Regions from separate parts of the Zea mays genome. Here region 2 is linked to region 1. A link is a contact called in public Hi-C data. All regions are on one chromosome and are shown on one strand. The core of a region is the stretch at or near the end of the contact, and the rest is flanking DNA. Distances in the headings are between cores, read along the strand shown.

Region 1 (6,365 bases), core at 1,965-4,464:
CAATGGTTTTCCAAGATGTCATTATATTGATAGGCCAAAAGATCACCCATTACATCTTAAGTTGATTATTATGCATCAGATACAATACATTAGGAAACAGTTTACCTTTTCGGCCAGTTTGTCCTATTTACTCAGCATTAAGGTCAAGATTTGACAAAGTCCATACTCCATACCTTGGCATTCTGAAAAGCACCACCTACAGGCCTCCTCTGCACTAAGGTACTTGCACTGTATCAAAATCAAAACATTAGTATCTCACATGAGCAGGAGTGCTCGAGTACCAAGAATCATAAGCAACGGAGAACCAAGAGCCATATTGTTTTCTGAGCAAACTCACCATACCCCCATCAAAACAAGGATACAATTCTCGCTTCTCAAGTGAAGTCAGGGAGTACATACCATGTTTTGAAATAAAATGAAACAGAAACAATAAAGTGTTCATTGAAAATATCTAGTGCATCCTCTTGGTTTCCAAGGCCCTCACATTTTGGAGTCTAGACTGTTTAGTTCCACCCAAATTTCAATGCACATGGTTCAACAATGTCCCAAGTTGACACAACTTATTGATTGATTAAACTGATAAAACTCAAGCCATGTAAATAGTGACCACTGATCCAGAACAAACAAGGTCACATAAGGAATCATGAAAATAAATCCCAACAGTTGACCTTGAAAAGATAGCATCCATACAGCCCAGCATACTGAGATAAATCGTAAGATACCATGATTTACTCTTATCCAGTAGAAATGCAGGCAAGCATTATCTCTGTGGGACGCAGTGAACAAGGGGAGCATATAGCAGATTATGATAGGATGCTCAAAACTGGCATGATGTTACGGATACAGCCAACTTGAATATGAGGCAGTAGCAAAATATACTCCCTTGGAGGCATACAACAATTGTCCAATTAGCAGCACTACCCTAGATTTACACTGCATTCATCATTCAACAAATAAACACTGAACACTGCCAAGGAGCCAGTAGTCAAAACCAATTCAAACTCAGGCATGTAACGTCCCTGTATATGGATGATCCGTCACCAGTGGCATGAGACGCTAACCATTATCACATCTCCTTCAGTCCTTCCAACAATAGTTGACAAATAACACTAATGAAACCCTCACAGACAGTTAATGCTGGTGTCCAAAATAACACTCATCCAGCAGCTATAAATTACACCATGAAACTGCATAGAAAAATGTCAGGCAACAGCAGATAAAGGAGAAGGCCATAACTTTCAATGAAGCTTCAAGGCTCATATGCTATATTCACCATATATTTGTAGCAGTTCAACCAAGAAAACAGGCCTTGTGCCACAAGAATATGAAATCGATTGTTCTTTATAAGCTTGTGTGTGTATAACCAGAGAAGTTAAGGCAGTTCCATGTAAACACCAGCATCACAATCATTCTCAGCCAATATAATCCAAGGTGCATGACTCAATAAATTGAACAACCCCTTGAATGCAGTAAACTTTCTCATAAGCAATAAAAGAACATCATTGTTTACCTGTCCATAACAATTTATTGAGATGAAAACATGGCTAGAAAAGGAATGACAACAAACACATAATGATTGATTAATACCTTGGCTTGTTCCAACGGATAGCCCCCTTGTGCATTGGCATAACAGCAGCCTTCTTCGCAGCCTGCTTTGTAGCAGGGAACTGATTTCCACCAAGATTTGACCTTCTCTGTGCAAGAACACCCTAAGCATGAAAGAGAACGTTAGAAACTTAACATGACATAAGATGCAAAAAACAATTTAAATGTCATTGAACATACTTGTCTAATGGTTGATCTAGACTCCATAAAACTTTGAACCTTGCCATTCCCTTTATTAGAGTTGCCATTCTGGAATGGATGCTTTTTTATCTGTTAAAATGAAATGAAAGGCGTAACTAACAAACTTCCACAGGGAGTTCACAAATGCAACATTGAGTACATCGAGATAATATGTTTACCGGCTGCCTCGGGGGTTTCTTGCCTCCAGGATTCTTTTTCTTTGACATTTTAATTATATCCTCTGAGTAAACACAGAAACAATACATGAGTTAAATCAACAATAAAATATCAATTAGCATCCTATTAAACCAAAAAAATTGGTCAAATAGCATACCCAAAGCCATGTCCATCTTTTTCTCTGTATAAGCAATTGCTTCAGCTGTGAGGGGCGGTGATTCCATCTCTATATGAATAGATAGTATAATTAGAGTAAGAAGAAAACCCTATTCTTTGCAGAAACTACAAAGATAGCAGTAAATTCAAGCTTGCAAGAAGCTAAATGAAGTATATAAAGCCCCAACTTGAGGACGGAGGACCACTAAATTCAAGCTTGCAAGATGTTAAATAAAGTATGTTAAGCCCCAGACAGATAAGACAAAGAAATCTACTACTTCCAACTAAAAAGTTGCAAAAGGACAACATTACACTGTTTTATGAGCAAAAATAGCTACAGTAATTATATGTACCAATACAACCATGACCTGAAGGAAACAGGCTGGAATCCATTATGTCCAAATCTAAACAACTATGCTCAGAAAAAAAGACTAATGCAGTTTGGGAGCAAACCAAACTAACCTAATTATAACAACAGCAAAACCACACGCAACCTAGCTTCTAGTTACTCGTTGCCCGCTTGATAGTTCTTTAGCCTAAAAATAGCCCCTTCTTGCCATAAACAACATTAGGTGGCACCAACGAGTTTGCATGACAAAACACGCTTGCTAAGACTGAAGAACTAATATGTGATTCAAACAATGAGATATACAGGCATAGTTATTCATTCTACACCTGCTGCCAACGCAACTTAAGATTGAATAAACAATCACAAAATATCAAAAGAAACAAGTTGATTCACACAAAAAAAAACCCGCAGGTGTCTTGCTCTGGAAGAGCCAAGATATCCCTATTAGATCAACAATCAGTAATGACACAGAGAACCAGACGAAACAGGAGGAACCTGTCCTGTAAAATTACACCATCCGAGGAAGGTAATCATCATGCCAAAACCAAGGCACAGAGATTTGACTACGAGAAAACACCACCAACGCCAACAGCGCGAAACGCACCAGTTCCACCTTTCACAATCGATTCCCCTGTCTCCGCGACCCTAGACCGAAAGCAGACACGCAATAGATTGCAAGGACCAAGCGGGTAGGCGCCGTCGAGGGCTCGTCAACTCGAGAAAGGGAGAGAGACGTACGGGAAGGAAGACTTACCGGATCCAAGCCGTGTCGAACGGAGGGAGACTAAGAGGGATGACGCAGAGCGGCCGCAAGGCTCGGCGGAGGGCGGCTCGGCCGGGGACTAGGGTTCGATGGTCAGCCCCGCTTGCGCGTTGCCGGGCCTGATGGCGCCGGCTGGATGTATTATTGGGGTGGGAGGGATGAGGTTGGAGATGGACTCGAGAAGGGGAGTTATGACATTACGGAAGGCCGTGGCTGCGGGCCGCGTCGCGGCCGGTGAGGTTTGGATTTGGATTCTCTACCTAAAAGCACCTTATAAATCCTAGCTAAATACTACTTCCTTTCTTAAATAAATGATGTCGTTGACGTTTTTTAAAGTTTTAACCACTCGTTATATATTAAAAACGGAGATAGTATAAAATATTGAGGGCTCTAAAAAATATAGATAAATTTCTAGTGAGAGAATATATATAACAAACTCTTCAAATACAGATAATGACATGTAAAATCTCAACAACCCACAACACATATGATTCTATTTTCGGTCCATGAAATTTTATTCGTAGTATCCAACGCAAGTGGCGCAGAATCAACATCTGCATTGTCTACATGTGTCATGAGAGTCGGCGGAGAATGGCAAAAGTTAAAACATTACAGATCTACATCACATACAGTATCATAATAAAACCTGGTACCAGAAAAAAAAACAGATAGCAAAGAAAGCACCATCTATCACATCATGACACAAAGAAAGAGAAAGCATATAGTAGAGTTGAAGCGTCCCCAATCCTCTGGGACTCAAATGTGATACAATTACTAGTCTCAGAAGGCTAGTAAACACATTTATACATCAGATGGTTACAGATCTGCTTAAACGATACAAACCTATAAAGGTGGCGAACAACTTTAAGAGTTGATCCACAACTCAGGACATATCATCAGAGTGGGGCTGAAGCAGCCCGATATACGCAGTGAAGCAAATCAGCGGTCCAACAGCCACAGGCAAGGTTAGGAACAGGCGTAACTCTTACCCGATCTCCTTTTTCTGAAAAAAAATAAATAAGCAAGGGTGAGTACAAACATACTCAGCAGCCCACCTTCACTCGCGGAATGGGGAAATCAGATATAATGCATGGAATATGTGGAGCTCAGGATATTTTGCAGAAACAGCAATATTTTATACAGGGTTGTTTTGAAAAACATTTTGTATTTTGCAAAGCGCATCCTCTCCAAAAGGAGCAGGAAGTTTTTCAGTATTATAACAAAATCCCCTGGACTAAACCATCCAGGTATCTCAGCAGTTTCCCACTGGTTTTCCTTTTCAAAAACAGCCACTGGACTTCCCGTCCACCATAGCTCACGGCTCAACCGCCGGACCTTTTAAAAACCATTTATCTCAAACGCACCTTTTTTCGAAAACAAAACATTAATTGTCATACCATACCAGACTCGTCCATTCCTGTGGACACGGACTATTCGAATAGGTTTTCAAACTCTACGCAGAGGTGTACACTTTACCCACTAGTCCGGCTCTGTGATCTCATAGCTAGTGAGACCCGAATCCGAATCTCTTTCTTTTCTCGCACGTCCTAACCTTAACGGTTATACCGGAAGGAGTCAGGCCACCGCCATGTCCAAACCGGACAAAACATTCCCCCTCCTTATCCTCCCGGTGCTCCCCAGCCTTCATAACCCTAGGGTTGGACCGTACGAGTTCAGATTGAGTGACTGCCCACACAGTCTCGAGTGGTTGTACTTATCGTGAGTACAGGTAGTGAAAGATGACAAATCGGTCCTTATATGAGGGGACAATCCTTCTGCTCACGCCTAAACCAGCTGAGCCAACACCTTAGCCCTCTCCTAAACCAGGGAGTCCCTGATTATCCTACTCACAAGGTGATAAGGGTGAAAACCCTTCATCATACACATTTTGAAAAGCATTTTCTTTTGAAAACTCACACCTTTTCTCAAATCATTTGGAACATATATATCAGGGATTGATTGCGGCAAGCGGCTTGGGTGGCCATAATAACTTGTCTCAAAATCATATCATGCATAAAATAACAGGCTGAGGGTTGTGGTTGAAAATCATAGGTAATTTATGCATCAAAGGGATCCAGTGAGCTTGTCGTGCTTATTCGGCGAAGGGGGAAGGGGAGCTCGCGGAACTGGCTTCTAGCTCCACTGCCTGGCGTAGACTTGCAGATCTGGCCTCCACGAGACAGTACGAACGCTCCGATAACTATGCAACATGAACAAGCAAACATACAAACAAGCAAGTATACCAACAAATATTTAGTATAGTGGTCAGAATAGAGATATATGGATGGGTAGAGTCTTGAGTAGAATCTGTGTCATGTGGTGTTGAGATACTACTAGTGGTGGAGCGGAGGTGCTTACCAGGAGGGTGGACTGGAGGCGAAGCGACACTATGCGTGTAGCCGGTAGAGCGGAGTAACTGAGTGGGTGGGCGTTTGCCTTGGCTGATGGTGTTGAGTGTGTGTGGAGAGGGAGAGGGTAGCTGGGTGTATGTGGTGTAGCACAATGAAGTTCATTGTTGGTGAGAATAGTGACGAATGAATCGTCTGACTTAGTCTGAACAGAGAGATTATAGGCAGAATATGGGATAAGAGTATTTTAGGAGTTTTCTGGATTATGAACCATGCTTATGGGATGACATGGTTGGATAGGGAATAATTCGGTAAGAATTTAGAAACGAGAATTATTGGAATCTGAGTTTGGAAGCCTGGTTCGAAGGAATCTCAAGTTAAGCGTGCTCAACTTGGAGAAACCTAGGATGGGTGACCAGATGGGAAGTTCCCACTGTAAGGAAAATCACAGTCACCGGAGTTTGTATAACTGGAATATGGGTCTGGCTGGTCTTAGGTGGACTGGACAGCATGATGGATGAGTAGTTGAAATTTGGGGTGATCGGATGATCGATGAATAGTAACGGTGAAAAGTAACGGTAAAAAGTAACGGTAAATAGTAACGGTAAAAAGTAACTGTAAAAAGTAACGGTAAATAGTACCGGTAAAAAGTACCGGTAAAAAGTAACGGTAAATAGTAACGGTAAAAAGTAACAGTAAATAGTAACGGTAAAAAGTAACGGTAAAAAGTAACGGTAAAAAGTAACGGTGAATAGTAACGGTAAAAAGTAACGATAAAATGTAACGG
Region 2 (6,365 bases), core at 2,842-5,341, 100 kb after region 1:
TCATGGAACTCCATCTGAATCGGAGTGATCCGAGCACTCGCATCATCGAACGCAGCATCGAGATAAATCTCCTAGATGTGATACCCAATACTCTGAAGATATCTCAAAATGTGGATCTTCCAATATGGGCAATATGTCCCATCAAAGAACGGAGATTTGCCAACACCTCGTTCCATGTCACCTTCATGGATTTCATATCGATTAGGATGAGAAAATCCTTAAGCGGCTCTGATACCAATTGAAAGACCAGTGAGCCGACCAGAAAGGGATGAATGGGAGCCACTAAAATTTTCTCAAACAAGAGCGTGTGGCTTGATTCCCTAACCCAATCCAAACCTCTAGGGACACCAAAAAACTCCATAAAAGAACAACTCAACCACAGATCGATTGACTACTCCTAACAAGTTGTAGAGAAGAATATGAGCTCAAAAGTACAAAAGAACTTCATCTGGAACCTAAACTTTCACAAGAAACTCTAAGGAACACCCTCAAGGACCAGCACAAGCTAGTTCTGGGTCAAAGTCCAAAAAACAGGCGAGGAGCAGTGCCGCTCGACAAAATTTTGTCGAACGCCCTTCAATTTTACAGGCAACAAGATACGAGGGAGAAAAGGTGAACTATGAAGTTTGAGTAGGAAAGGATAAAAAATCACAGAGCGGTAGTGACGCATAGGCAAATCTTCACATGATGTCCTCAAATTTCACAGGCAGTTTCCCAGGGAGAAAGAAGATGTTTCATGAAGTTTGAGCCATAGCAAATCAAAACTCCAAGCGCATATTCAAAATCTCAGTTGTGATTGGGGTTTTGTTAGGGTTTTCTCAAACAAACTCAAACCGAGGAAGAACGAAACTTGCCCATGATTTGCTCATACCTAAGACTCAAAATGACCTATGGATGGTCTTCCAATAGTAGGTGTCCCCAAAGCAATCCCCAAACTTAAGCAATCAAAGTTCCTCGCTAGAATCGAAAGAGGTGGAAGGAAATCGAGTCAGAGACAAGATCAAATCAAAACTATAGTGAGGCACAAATTAAGACAAAGATTCGAATTGGCCCTATGGATGGATCCGGACACCCTTCCTTTGAATAGAGCAGTAAAGATTACAAACATAGACGCTAGTTCAAAACATCTGTGGATCTCGGCTACACTAGGGGATGGAGCTAGAGTTTCTACGTGCTAAATGAAACTAGCCTAATGAGATAGCCAAAAGAGATGCTGAAACAATCAGCCCACCCTTATATTATAGAGGGTTAATACTACTTCCTAAACTACCCCTAGATACATAGAGCTTATCCACTTAGCCGAGGGCGAAATGGACCAACTCCTGAAGTTTTTATCTGACAGCCACATGGTCCACACAAAGTTGCTTCGCCTCGACGCACCCTCCGTGATGACACCACATGCGGCCTTCGATTCCTGTTGGAAATGCCACCGTCGAGTTTTGTGGCCAAACTCGGTCGAAAACACACCGTCCGTAACCCTAGGTGGTTTTTCGAGGATCAACCAACAAACCACCGTGAGTATCGCACCGCGTGCGCGTCCCCCACGTCCTAGACACGTGTCCCGCCAGCCCTAGACCACGCCGGCAACACCGCCCGCACCGCTGCATCCTCGCGCGAGTGCGTGTCCTAGGTGTCAGCCACCACGGCTAGTCACCCAGCGACTCTAGTCCCTCAGCCAAGTCCCAACGCTCGTCCTTCAACGTGTGTCCTAGGTGTCAGCCACCATGACCTTCACCTTTGTCATCGACCATAGTCCCTGTGTTCCACACCTGCACATCACAAGCCGACAAATATGGTTACACAACACATAACTCACGTCTCGGTTAGTCCATTACTCAACCCGAGACACTCCCTATTGATTATCACTTATCATCAACCCAAACCACAAGGGATAAATCAATCTTGTGTTCGCAAGCTCACCGAAATATCGCCACCGCTACAGTAATGTTGCAAGCGAATCTAGGGCTAGCAAGTCCCTAGGTAAAGGCAACACACCAATAGCTCCGAAGGTAAATCGAGCACGCGACCACCTAGCACCTCCTAGAAAGTCGTCTCCACGTCAAGAAAGAGTAAGCATGTGGGCAATATCTATCAACACTGGCTTCTATGGGTGTAATTGGATAGAATACAAACGGATATTACTGAAACCATATTTATTTTCATAATTTTATTCGGATTCGAATTTTAATACGATAGCATCGGATACAAATATAAATACGGATGTTTTAGGATGCAAATACGAATAATCATGTGTCGAATACAGAACTAGTCGGACACGAATAAGGTCTGTAATGGATTTTTATCGGATACCGTGTAAGACATCATTTCACACATATCACGGTTGTTGTAATCATTTAGCCACCCCTTGAGTCCAAACATTTATAGGATTATATGTGGACATATGTTGTGCCTCTACAAAATTTTATGAATTTTAGGCTATTTGTGTATTATTAATTTCTTTCTACAGAAAATCATCAAAATTTAATTAAAGTCATAAAATATTTTAGTGTCGACTGTAAATTGCAAATAAGTTACCAAGATTAATAAATATTCTATAAGAAGATAACCTCAAGTCCCAACATGAAAATGATAAAGCGAAGTGTTGATTATGCTAAAACTTAGATACTCTAAAGATTTCATGTGTAGCTCATGCAACAAGTAGAAGTTCAATTGAAGAAACATTGACATCTTGTATATTTTATGGTCCAAGCGTTTTTAGATTATATTTGGACATATGTAGCACCTCTGTAAAACTTCATGAATTTCTAAGGCTGTTTGTGTGTTATTAATTTATTTCTACAAAAAATCATAAAAACAATTTATTTCATAAAATATTCTAGTGTCGACCAAAAATATAAATAAGTTACCAAGATTAATAAACATTCTATAATAAGATAACCTCAAGTTCCCACATAAAAATGATAAAGTGAAGTATTGATTATGTTGGAACTTAAATACTTAGAGTAATTTCACATGTAACTCATACAACAAGTGGAAGTAAAAATGATGGTATATTATGGATTTTATGGTCCAAACACTTTTTAGTATTTTTTTTTGAAAAAACGCAGGAGAAGAAATAAGCCCAGGTCAAAGAGATCTGAAACAGAGTACAAGGCCCTTAGGGAGGCCAAAAACACAGGAAACTGAAAAAATCCATCAAACTCACCCAACAACTCCATAGTCTTCAGGAATTAGGGCAGCAAGGTATGAAAGACCTTTAGCCCCAGTCATTTCCCAAGACTGCCTCTCCTCCCTAGCTAACCTAAGGGACAAATCTAAACTAGGAGTACAACCATCAAAAACACAACTATTTTGAAGCTTCCACATTGTCCATGCTCCCAAGGCCGCAAGCGAGTTGAGACCTTTTCCAGGAAGACCAGTGACCATCCCTGAGATTTGCTCCCACCAAGTCATGAAAGATGAATGATAAGCCTAGGTCAAAAAGACCTGAAACAGAGTACAAGGCCTTCTTAGGGAGGCCAAAAACATAGGAAACTGAAAAAATCCATCAAACTCACCCAGCAACTCCCTAGTCTTCAAGAATTAGGGCAGCAAGGTATGAAAGACCTTTAGCCCCGGCCATTTCCCAAGACTGCCTCTCCTCCCTAGCTAACCTAAGGGAAAAATCTAAACTAGGAGTACAACCATCAAAAACACAACTATTTCGAAGCCTCCACATTGTTCATGCTCCCAAGGCCGCAAGCGAGTTGAGACCTTTTCCAGAATATGTTGCGCCTCCATAAAATTTCATTAATTTCTAAGGCTATTTATGTATTATTGATTTTTTAGAAAATTATTAAAATGCATACAACTATCGAGTAGATATCCGAATATCCGAAATCTAGATATCTGAAATCCGACGGATATCAGGCATCTCATATCCATATCAATATCCGAACTATACTATGCGGATCTAAATTTGAAATCCAAATATGTTGTGGATACCCAAAAAATTGTCCGGTCACATAATTAACCTGTTCGAATGGTCGGATGCTTAAATAATATCCATACCATTTACGCCTCTAATGACTCCCTAACTTAGGGTGGTGACCATGTGGCCCGACAACCTTGGATCTTACGCGCCCAAAAAGTGAGATGGGTGACCATGTGTTGCTGACTTTAGTGTTCGACAGAAAGCAATTTTTGTGGGCTATATTAGACCAACATAAATCAGCTAATTTTTGTGAGCCATACGAAACGGAAATTAGCTAATTTCAATCGGTAGCCCGTGAATATTAGCTAATTATCATCGTTTAATTTGCAAAAGCCAAATATCGATAAAAATTAACTATATTTTTGTGGGCAAAGCCTAATTTGCGTAGACCTTTGACCAACGGAAATTAGTAAGATTTTTATTATATATGCCAAAGAAAGTGTACATTTACAAGAACTTTATCCTGTTGATGGATTATTCACTTAACCTAACCAAAAGAATGACTTACAACGACCTCTTGTGCAATTCAGGCTGGAAATCTTGCATGCCTATAAACCTCTTTTATTACTATGTACATGCTCAGCAACGTTATTTCCACTCGGTAATATAAAATCTCTTCAGGCTGAAAGTCATGCACGGGGTCGGGAGGGGGGATCGTACAACCTGCCCTGCAAAATGTAACATGGCAAACCTTAGTAAAAATAATACTCTGCTTGACTTACTTTTACAGTTTCTTAGGCTGACTGCCATCTTTTATAATTTCATTCAACCTTTTAAAATTCTATTACTAATAGTAAGGTAAGGCACTCTATGGTAGGCATAAGCACCAACCTGTATTCAAGAGTTTCTTGAAAACAAATGTAATCATGTTCCTGAGAAATCTATAAAGCACCACCCTTTCTTACAGAAAAAGACAAAAGGTATCAATGGGTGATACAGGTTTAAGGCCATGTTTGTTTTTCTCCTAGATTTTATAAGCTAGATTATGGTGGAAGGGTAAGAGAGTAAAATATCACTTTGAGATTATAAATAAGCTAAAATAAACTACCTAATGCTAGCTTTTTTTTTTTGTTACAAAGTGATATTTTACCCTTCTACACTTTCACTATAATTCAACTTATATAATATAGGAGGGAAACAAACACACCCTAAACATGGAGCTATCTGAAGCCATTATTCTTTTCCCTGGTCGGACAATTTTTTGTACCATATGTGTACTTACATACTCATATTCACGTGCTTGATTGCTTTTACAATCTTGTGTCATTGTGTGTACATAACATAATGTTTAGTGACTTTCGATCAGCACAAAAGTAATTGAAGAATTTGATCGTATGAAGTATTTGCTCATCTTTTGTTTCGATAAAAAATGGTAGTATATAATAGCAGATTCAAATCACACAACAAGTTCTTCAATAAAATGCTGAGGGTCACCTTAAAATGTCTCAATAATCTGAACATGAGTATATATCCTCCTCAGGCTTCACTTTTTGTTCAGGTTCCTTCCGAGTTAGTTTCAGTGGAACATCAAGCTCTGGGGGCTCCTGCACATGCAAAGTTATGTTCTTTATTAGTGATGTGCCAAGCAATTACTACCCAAGATATTCTTCAAAGGCTCAATTTCCAGATCACCATGCAACGGATGAGTGGCCAGTGTATATCTTCAAAAAAGGGATGTTGCTTGATATCGTTTGCAGCAGCACTTGAACCAAGTCGAGAAGAGGGATCTCTCTGTAGCAATCCATGGATTAATTGCTTAGCCGCAGGACTAACCTGGAGTAAACATTTGTTAATAGGTGAACAGAATAAACAACGTTGTATGTGGTACAAAACATTGTAGATAGTTTCAAAACTTATTTCTATACCATCAAATGTTAACTGCACAAACACAGGCAAATTTGACCAGATTTACATGCAATTGTAGGTAACAAAAATAAGGATGAAATTTCTTACCGGAATGCTACTTGGAAATGTAAGGTCTTTGTGCAGGATATTATGAAATGTCCTTTTCCTGTTCTTTCCTCGAAAAGGTGTACGTCCATACAACATTTCATACAAGAGAATTCCTATATCATGGGGAAGAAGGGTGTGAGAACCTCAAAGACAGTATCAACCTGGAATGCTATATAAGATCTCTTGACAAGGAATTCGCAATTGGGATTACTTGATATAGATCTCTTTACTTGCACATTCCTATTGCGGAACTATATAGATTACAAGGATCAAGCTAAATTGAAGTTAGCATATATATTTATACCTTAGAACTAACTAACTTGATGTACATATTATGTTCCCTAGACTTGTATTATGGTGGCCACCATTGTTTTCAAGTCGGACGACTTGCTGGTCGTTTTGGCTGACCGACTAAGGCGATTAGTCGGATGACTAGGGTGATTAATCGTGATTGGTCCAAACCGACTTGTATGATTAA

Evidence for each region. A called contact is a pair of places that touch in the nucleus more often than the background predicts.
Region 2: a contact with region 1 is called in a Hi-C map of leaf, with 5 times the contacts expected there. The contact joins the enhancer-like site here to the promoter of LOC100192649 in region 1. A contact is called at or near these places in 3 of 25 Hi-C or Micro-C datasets (leaf and tassel).

What each region holds. Positions count from the first base shown.
Region 1 is chr1:225,109,008-225,115,372 of Zm-B73-REFERENCE-NAM-5.0, forward strand. It overlaps LOC100192649, which reads right to left and starts at 3,215. Exons shown (of 7, transcript NM_001137861.1): 1 at 3,072-3,215; 2 at 2,120-2,188; 3 at 1,965-2,026; 4 at 1,786-1,875; 5 at 1,588-1,709; 6 at 106-228. The coding sequence starts at 2,186. The coding sequence ends at 144.
Region 2 is chr1:225,208,625-225,214,989 of Zm-B73-REFERENCE-NAM-5.0, forward strand. It overlaps LOC100281086 (phototropin-1), which reads right to left. Exons shown (of 22, transcript NM_001367345.1): 19 at 5,888-6,000; 20 at 5,567-5,707; 21 at 5,369-5,478; 22 at 4,326-4,602. The coding sequence ends at 5,380. Among protein-coding and RNA genes, the nearest start is that of LOC100281086, 34 kb to the right of the region's middle. Within about 2 kb of position 4,092, at least 2 of the 20 cell types and tissues checked have an H3K27ac peak or open chromatin away from gene starts, as enhancers often do. A contact at or near this core is called in leaf, where this site is marked.